3 separate regions of the Gossypium hirsutum genome follow, and regions 1 and 2 are each linked to region 3. A link is a contact called in public Hi-C data. All regions are on one chromosome and are shown on one strand. Each heading gives the region's core, a stretch centred on a gene start, on an enhancer-like site or on the middle of the called end of the contact. The rest is flanking DNA. Distances are from core to core; before and after follow the strand shown. Region 1 holds the start of LOC107938749 (protein MANNAN SYNTHESIS-RELATED 2). Region 2 holds the start of LOC121230698 (pyrophosphate-energized membrane proton pump 3). Region 3 holds the start of LOC107962291 (survival of motor neuron-related-splicing factor 30).

The links. A called contact is a pair of places that touch in the nucleus more often than the background predicts.
Region 1: a Hi-C map of leaf shows a contact between it and region 3, with 2.0 times the contacts expected there. The contact joins the promoter of LOC107938749 here to the promoter of LOC107962291 in region 3. A contact is called at or near these places in 6 of 34 Hi-C or Micro-C datasets (callus and leaf).
Region 2: a contact with region 3 is called in a Hi-C map of leaf, with 2.1 times the contacts expected there. The contact joins the promoter of LOC121230698 here to the promoter of LOC107962291 in region 3. A contact is called at or near these places in 2 of 34 Hi-C or Micro-C datasets (callus and leaf).

Annotation. Positions count from the first base shown.
Region 1 is chrA06:71,130,072-71,132,771 of Gossypium_hirsutum_v2.1, forward strand. LOC107938749 (protein MANNAN SYNTHESIS-RELATED 2) reads right to left here and starts at 1,325. Exons shown (of 7, transcript XM_016871983.2): 1 at 1,195-1,325; 2 at 864-988; 3 at 1-73. The coding sequence starts at 965.
Region 2 is chrA06:71,294,476-71,297,307 of Gossypium_hirsutum_v2.1, forward strand. It overlaps LOC121230698 (pyrophosphate-energized membrane proton pump 3), which reads left to right and starts at 1,302. Exons shown (of 16, transcript XM_041115918.1): 1 at 1,302-1,551; 2 at 2,588-2,717.
Region 3 is chrA06:70,795,447-70,798,149 of Gossypium_hirsutum_v2.1, forward strand. LOC107962291 (survival of motor neuron-related-splicing factor 30) reads right to left here and starts at 1,267. Exons shown (of 8, transcript XM_016898609.2): 1 at 1,028-1,267; 2 at 674-742; 3 at 1-24. The coding sequence starts at 1,102.

The sequences.
Region 1 (2,700 bases), core at 75-2,574, 330 kb after region 3:
TTACAAGGCCATCCTTCTCAATAACATTGGCATTATCAACTTGAACATCCTGAGCTTCTCCAGGAAGTTTATCCTACGTAACAAGGAGAGAAAATAATCAAATTTAGTGTAAATACACCAAAGCTTTACACGGAATTGAAAAGAAATCAAGCAAAAACTTGCAAACATTTATTTAATCACTATAAGTAAATAAGACTGGCATCAATAGAATTTACAATAACAAAAATAAAACATCTACAATTTCTTCTAGTTGGTCATAAAGGCTTGAGACGTTGAAATAAGGCCTAGGACTGAAATTATAAATCTGAAAGAAGCAGAATCCTTCATTCATCTATGCTTGAATCCTGAAATTACTCTTCTAAACCAAATTTAACTTTAAATGGGTTGTTTTCTATACCTTGTTCAGTCTAGTTTTCCAGATACTTCCCCTGGAAAATAAAATAGCTTTAATTGTTTAAAAACAAAAAGGAAGTTTCAAGTTAGCCCATATTTTCTTCTTCTTCTTCTTCTTCATGAATTAGCAATTAGTTTTGAGAAAAAAAAAGGCTCCCAAATAATCTTATACACAAAGAACCAAACAACTACACCACTTTCGAAGATCATGGTCAGAATATATTGTTATTTTCTTAAAGATGCAGCAGATAGGATGTCAAGTGAATCTTAACGAGCTAAGATGTGATTATTACAGATAATGTGGAAAGTGAAGCAACTTGCTCGAGGTTTTATCACATAATCAGAGATTCACCAAATAAAACACAAAGCTATGAAAAGTGAAGTGAAATCGGGGACTGGATTTAGTATAAAAATCCCATGAAAAACTTGAGAGTTAGATCAAAGAAGAAAGCAAAGGAAGGGGGAATTACTTGGAGAGAATCAAAATGGTCTCTTTTGATCATTTGACCAAGCATCACAAACATGGTGAGAGTGAGAATACCGGCCACTACTTGCCTCAAATCAATCCCCATTTCTTCTTTTCTATTTCAAAATTCTGTAATAAAAGCGAAGCCCCCCAAAAAAAGGAAATTCAAAACTCAAAAAATAAAAACCAGGGTCGCCCAAGAATAAGTTTAAACCTAAAGAAGAGGCATGATTAACAAGAAGATGAAACAGCGAGTTTAGATCAACGAGAGAAAATGAAATGAAGTAAATATGATAATAGGTGCGCAGTAGTAGTATCGTGTTTGGGGTCCTTACACCACCGACACTTTGCACTGAAAGTGAAAACGATGCCTGTTTTCCTACGCCATGTGTACCCTACCCCTTTGCTTTGATTTCTTATTACCTAATATACTACTAAAAAAACCCATAAACTACTCCGCTTTTATTTAAACAGGCCTTTCAACTATTTTGGTTAAATTCTGCTATTAAGCATTGTATTTTGTGAAACTTATAGATAGTTTTTATATTTTTATTTAATCAATTTTAGTTTTTATATTTTATTTAATCAATTTTAATTTCTATATTTTTAAAATTTAAAATTTTAGTTCTCACTAAACGATAATTGTTAAATTCATTAAGTTAAGTTTTATTATTTTCGAAATTTGATGCTACAAACATATTATTATATGTTTATTGTTGTGTGAACTTGTTATTTCCACATATTACTCACTAAGAATTATGTTAATGGATTAGCAGTTGTCTTTTGTGTCAAGATTAAAATTTTAATATTCGAAAAGTATAAGGTCTTTGAATGATTAAATTAAAGAATATTGACTAAATATACAATTGAATGCATAATACAAGACTAGTTTCTAAATTTAAACTAACGGATTTAATTGTCACTATTTGGGTTAGGACTAAGATTTTAAAATTCGACAAGTATAGAGACTAAAACTAACCAATTCAAAAAGTATAAGAACAAAAATTGATCAAATAAAAGTATAATGACTAATTCCACAACTTTCGCAAATTATATGGACTAATAGCAAAATTTAACCAAGTATTTTTATAGTTAAATAAATCTTTATATTATTATTTTTATGCATAAAAGCCCTTGATTTTAATATTAAAGTAAAATATTTTAAATTTTAGGCTCTTTTCTTAATTTCTTGTTAATGCAATAAAAATTCTATATACTTTTCACATCAACATGAAATTTAAAACAGTAATGAAAATTTTCAAAAAAATAATTAAATGTGTTATGTATATAAACACTTTCAAGATATTATAAAATATTCTGTTTCCCTTTAAAAATTATTATTTTTATTTAACAAACTCTTCTAATCAAATTCAGATCACCATAAAACGCAAAATAGTTTAAAGATTCAAAATATTTGTACTTTAATATTAAAATCAAGAGCTTTCGTAGTTAAATATTATAGGTTATGAGCTTATTTAACTACAAAAATAGCATAAGGACTTGTTTAAACAACGTATAATAGTTTAAGGGCTTTTTTTAGCACATTAGCATTTTTATTTTTATTTTAGACTACCTTTTTATTAATGTTGTTTAAACCGAACCAACTAGTCTAACCAGTTGGATGGGGAACCAATCCAAAGAGAGGCAAAAAATTGATTGACCCACCAATCGATATGGATTGGTTGAATTGAACTAAAAAATAGATTGAACCAATACTTGAACCAAATTTATGCAAGTCTCAAGGCTCAATTTTAGGCCAATAGATGTGATGGGCTTACACTACCTCTTTAACTGTTCATAGAAACATATATTTAACATAATCACAAAACAAAGTTTAGAGA
Region 2 (2,832 bases), core at 52-2,551, 500 kb after region 3:
CCTATTGTTATTTGAAATTGTCACACATATGAAATTAAGGAATCAAATCTACACTTCCGAAAAGTGTTAGAACATTTTCAAATGTTTATACTGTTCCAATAACTATAAATGAATGAGTGTAATTAATCAAAAGATAAATCTTTTGGTTATTGGTTAAAAGTTATATCATTTGATTTTTGAAAAAGACTTATAACTATTCAAACAATAGTAGTTGAATAGTTATAAAATTAGATGCATAATTATTATTTATATATTCAGAAAGAGAACTATTAAAAGATGTCTTTATGAAGAGCCATGAAAATTCTTATAAAATGATATTTCATTTGGAAATCACACCGAAAAAAAAATCTAAAATTCTTTCTTTTATTCATCTATTTTCTAATATTATTAGATTATTCTATAAAGTATTACGGCAAAAATCCTTTTAGAAATTGAATTTCTTGTTATACATTGTTTAGTGCTTAGTGGACTATTTTCGTCAATACAAAACGCAAATAGTCATTAGCTTTATTGTATGCTCGAGGTTAATTTGCTTAAAACTCTTTTGCACACTAAAAATAGGTGGGAGCGAATATAACCTTAAAAATAATGACTTGATACACGCTTCGAAACCTTGTCCCATTTCTTATTTTTCTGTTCGAGTTTCATTCATCTGTTTGAAATTTCTCTTATCGGAGATTTGTACTAACGAAAAGGACCATTAAATTTGTCGATGTCCGAGCTCCACTGGATCACTATTAAATAAAACATACATTCAAATTATAAATTTTCTAAATAAATAGAAACAAACAAAAAAAAATCGATCCTGATCTCCATGTTTTCTTAATACAAACATTTCTCTCTTCTCTCCCTTACAACTAATCAAAAAATTTTCAACCTCCCCAAAATCCTTATCTTCACCTTACACTGATATTTCATCAGGGGCATGAGTATATATAGCTTTTTGGTGACGTCATTTTTTTCGTATTCTCCCATATACATATTATTGGTGACGTCAAAAGCATTGACGCGACCTAAAAAATATTTTTATTCCCTGTAGTCAACTATTAGGTGAAAGTGCACCTATGTTTATTGTTCAAAAGATGTTATTTACTTGCATGATTTTCAAAATAGTTCATTTTCTTAAATAATAAAAAAATTTGGGTACCTAAGTTTTTATTTATAGAAGAAGGAATCTTTTAATAATTAATGGATAAAAGCTTTAATTGTCTGGTCGTGGAAACAGCTTACATGTAAGAAAACTATTGGCAGCGCTGACATGGCAAAAGAGATTTTATAAACAGAAGCAGAGAAAAGCTTAAACCAAAAGAATAAAATGAAACCGAAGGAAACAAAAAAAAGGTAGAAAAGAAAAATCAAACAAACAAAAATAACTCATCCTTCTCGACTTCTTAAAAGTTTATAATCTTAAGGCTAAGAGGCCTGCAAAATTTCGGTTTCCGCAGAGAGAGAGAGAGAGAGAGAGAGGGGGGGGGGGAGAGGGAGGGAGAGCATTAACGTTTTTTTCCCTTTAATGGCGGTTACTTGGTTTCGCTGCGGCCACTGAAAACGGTATGTGTAATCTTTTTCTTTTCTTGTAGATCTAATTGATTATTTTTTAGATCAAATTATGCAATACTTTGAATCTGGGGTTTTGGCTTTGGATCCTAAGTTGTTATATTTCTCAGGGAGGTCCCTTCATTTGGTCGTTTTCTTGATGAAATGTCGGGAATGAGAACTGTTTGGAACCTTCGAAAATTGAAAACTTAGTGGATGCTTTAATCGGATTAACTTTTCTTTTTCGTTTTATTTATTTCCATTTTACTATCGTAACTACAGTCCATGAGGTCCGAAAAATGGGAACAAAACAGAAAAAAAGAAAGGAGAAAAATATCATGATTCATGAATGCTGAACTGAAATTATTGTATTTTGAGTTGAATTGGTCTTGTTTTTTAGTCTTATGATAGGTCAAAATGGAACAAAATAATGTTTGGTTCTTGCAAATGTGTGGGTTGAAAAATATAAAATCTACTTCATCTTTTGGCTAATTTATTAGCTTCTAATGGCCTTTTGCAACATCTTGCACTTTTTATGGAATATCTCTTGGCAGTGCAATAGGGGAAGTGAAGTGGTTAATTGGAGGTCGAAATGATATTTGGTGGTTATAATCTTGTAAGATGTTTGAATATTTTAGGTTGAGCCTTTGCTTGATGTTAAGGGTAAATGAGGAACAATTTTCTAATCTAATGGTTAAGTACTTAGGTTCGTTACCACCTTCATAGCCTAAGCCTAACCATTGCATTCAAAATTTTTACATCTCCCTTCTTTTCCATCCCATCCTTCCACTTAGCAAAACTTGAATTGTATTTTATGCAATTTCTTGACACAGTAAGCTGAGATTTTTAAAGATATTCTGGTTAAATGTTCAGTTTCAGTAAAACCAATGAGATTGTTCTTTCCAGATCTTTTAGTCTATGCAATTACTTTTGCACCTTTTTCCAGGTTCTCATTTTTTATCTACTCAGATACAGTCATAAGTAGGGGCTTTGGCTGCTTAATATTAAGCAATATGAGCATAATTATGATGTTAGATTTTGTTCTGATCAGTGTAGAGTACTTCCATGATCACATTTCTAGGCTTAGAGACTCGAGATATTGGGTTTCTATGATTGGAAATGCAGTGTATTAAGAATCCTTCTCCAATTATCTGCCTAAAAGTGTCTTATTCACTGATAAGGTATTGTTTTTACATCACCAAAGTTTTGGCTTGGTTTGATTTGACCTAAACCTTAAGTGTTTGTAATTTTTGTTTGTTTACTTCAGTTTTAACCGGTAAATGTTTTGATCTTTAT
Region 3 (2,703 bases), core at 17-2,516:
CAGTTCCTCTGTCAGAGCAATCACCTGCACCTCAGAGGTTCAGCACAAGCATATCTCTAAACATGAACCTATATGTTCAGTAAAATAATAAAGGGCGAATTGTTATCATATTTCGAACTTAGAATCTCAAGATGAACATCGGAAATCAGGTGAATGAGAAGCAGGCTGGCCATCACGACACATAGCACACCTGCAAAGGAATCAAGATCAAAGTGATGGGCATCTTTCCAAAGCTATATATTTCAGAAATTTCTTTTTGTCCCTAAAGTTCACATTCTGCAGCTGTGAACTCTTTTAATATTAACCGCCCTCACCTTTTCAACCCTGAAATGAAAACAAATCTCCAGCAGAGCCATTACCATTAGCAGTTAATTGGCGTTGCTTCATTGAGCAACATGTTGATTCCTTCAAAAGACGGAAGGAAGAGAAATGACATTTTCTTCACCTTATAAAAAAACTTAACATCTAAAAGAAAAAAAAAGGCCAACAAACTAAAACTGATACTTTGATCACTTTTTGGTGCCGGTAAGTGTTGGATCCATTTCTAAACAGAATAGCCGCATTGTAACCATGACACGACAAGTCAGAGTAAAGAACAAGAAAAAATAGAAAGCTACAATAAAAATAAAATGTAAGAACAAGCAAAAAGAAAATAATCATATGCAAGAATCACCTCAGCGAGCTCCTTTTCCATGTCCACATATTCAGCGTTTCCAGGATCATCAGCCAGAAGCTGTCTAACCTGATTTTTACCAAAACCAGCTAATTAGTCGTGTTTTGCAAGTCCACATAAAATTCTTCCAATTTCTCGACAAGCTAAGATAATCATGAAATAATCCATTAACATAGTAGTAATAAAAACAAAACCCTAGACACAAATAATTCATCGAAAACAAGAGGTTCAGTCCAATCACATACATGGGTCGTTATAAGTTTGTTTCGGCATACAAATAACTACTATAAATTAAAGCTAATTGCAAGTATTAACTCGAAAATTGAAAAGAAAAACAAAAGAAAAATCGGAAACCTGCTGAAGCTGTTCCTTATACGTAGAGAGACTTGAAGCCAGGTCATGTATGCTTAGCTCATCTGTTCCTTGCATTATATGGTTTCTTTTTCCCTAAAGTTTCAATTTGGCTTTCAGAGTTTTTGATGATTCCTTCAATTTTTTAGGGTTTTAAATAAATTTGGGTATTCGCGAGATGAGTACGAAGTTTGGAGGCCCTTCATTTATACTACTGCTAGCACGACCAAGTTGGTATATAAATAGTCGGTTATTTTATTTTTAAAATTATATATAATAATATCTTCGTATAATTTAGGGCTAAATTAGACTTATATGCTGCTGCTTCTTTTTTTTTTTTTTAAATTCGTAATTTAGGCCTTTTATTTAATTTAGGTAAATATAGTGTTTTTGAATAGGGTGTGTGAAGTGCTTTCTGCTATATGCGTTTTTCTCCTATTGTCATTAAAATCGGTAATTTTTTTTTATAAATACCAGGTCATTTTTTATTTTTTTCACTCAAATTCAACTCTCTCAATTCTTCTAATTTTTTCAATTCTCTCAACTCTTTTAAGTTTTGTTCGAAATTTTCCTATACACTTGTTTAAAAATACTATACTTTTATTTAATTATTTTATATATTCATTTCGATTAAAATTTCATGAATGACAAGTTCTTTGATTTGTTTCAACGACAATCACATTTTCGCCACTCAAGCGACAATGGTAAGGAGAAATTTAAAATTTTGCTATTTTTCAATTAAGGAGAAATTTAAAATTTTGCTATTTTTTAATTAAGTTAAATTTAATTTTTTTAATTTTTAAATTATTTTATTTTGTCGATATAAATAGACAAATGATTGTGTTTTGGAGGGGTTCATATAAAATTTGTCAATGAGTCTAGACACCAAAATTCACGATTATTTGCAAGATGTCAGATTCTTACATGTATTTCATATGCTTGGGGGCTGCAAATTGGATCTTATACTTATCAGCGCATTAGTGGAAAGATGGAAACTTGAGACACAAACATTTCATCTTCTATGTAGTGAGTGTACAATCACACTCGAGGACGTAGCTTTACAACTCGATTTACCAGTGGATGTATCAGTCCTTACTGGGTCAGCGGTAGTTCACAATAAAGAGGACCTTTACGAGGCATTTTTATGAAAGGTGTCGAACAAGTTTCAATGTGATCGGATAGATATAAAGTGGTTGAAAAATAATTTCAAAGAACTTCTTCCGAACACGATTGATGTCGTCAAAGAGCAATACGCCCGAGCATTCATCTTGAAGTTATTCGGGGGCATTCTAATGCCCGATGAATCTTGAAATTTGGTACACATAAGGTGGCTACTACACCTAGTCGACTTCAAAGAATGCAAACATGAGTTAGGGATCAGCCATATTGGCCACATTGTATCGGGAGTTGTGTCAAGCGATAGAACTAGATAAGAAGTCAATTGGTGGTTGCATGCTCCTACTACAGTCATGGGCGTAGTGGCGGCTACCATTTCTATGTCCCCGATACATTCTCATTGGTGACAAGGTAAAATTCATTTGATAATAATATTTAGTAAATGTAGCAAATGTTGTTTATTTATTATATGTTTGAATTAACATATTGCTTGAATAGGTGAAACCATGGGTCGTGTTATGTGGTGTAACACCCCTAACCCGTCCCCGTCATTAGAGTAGGGT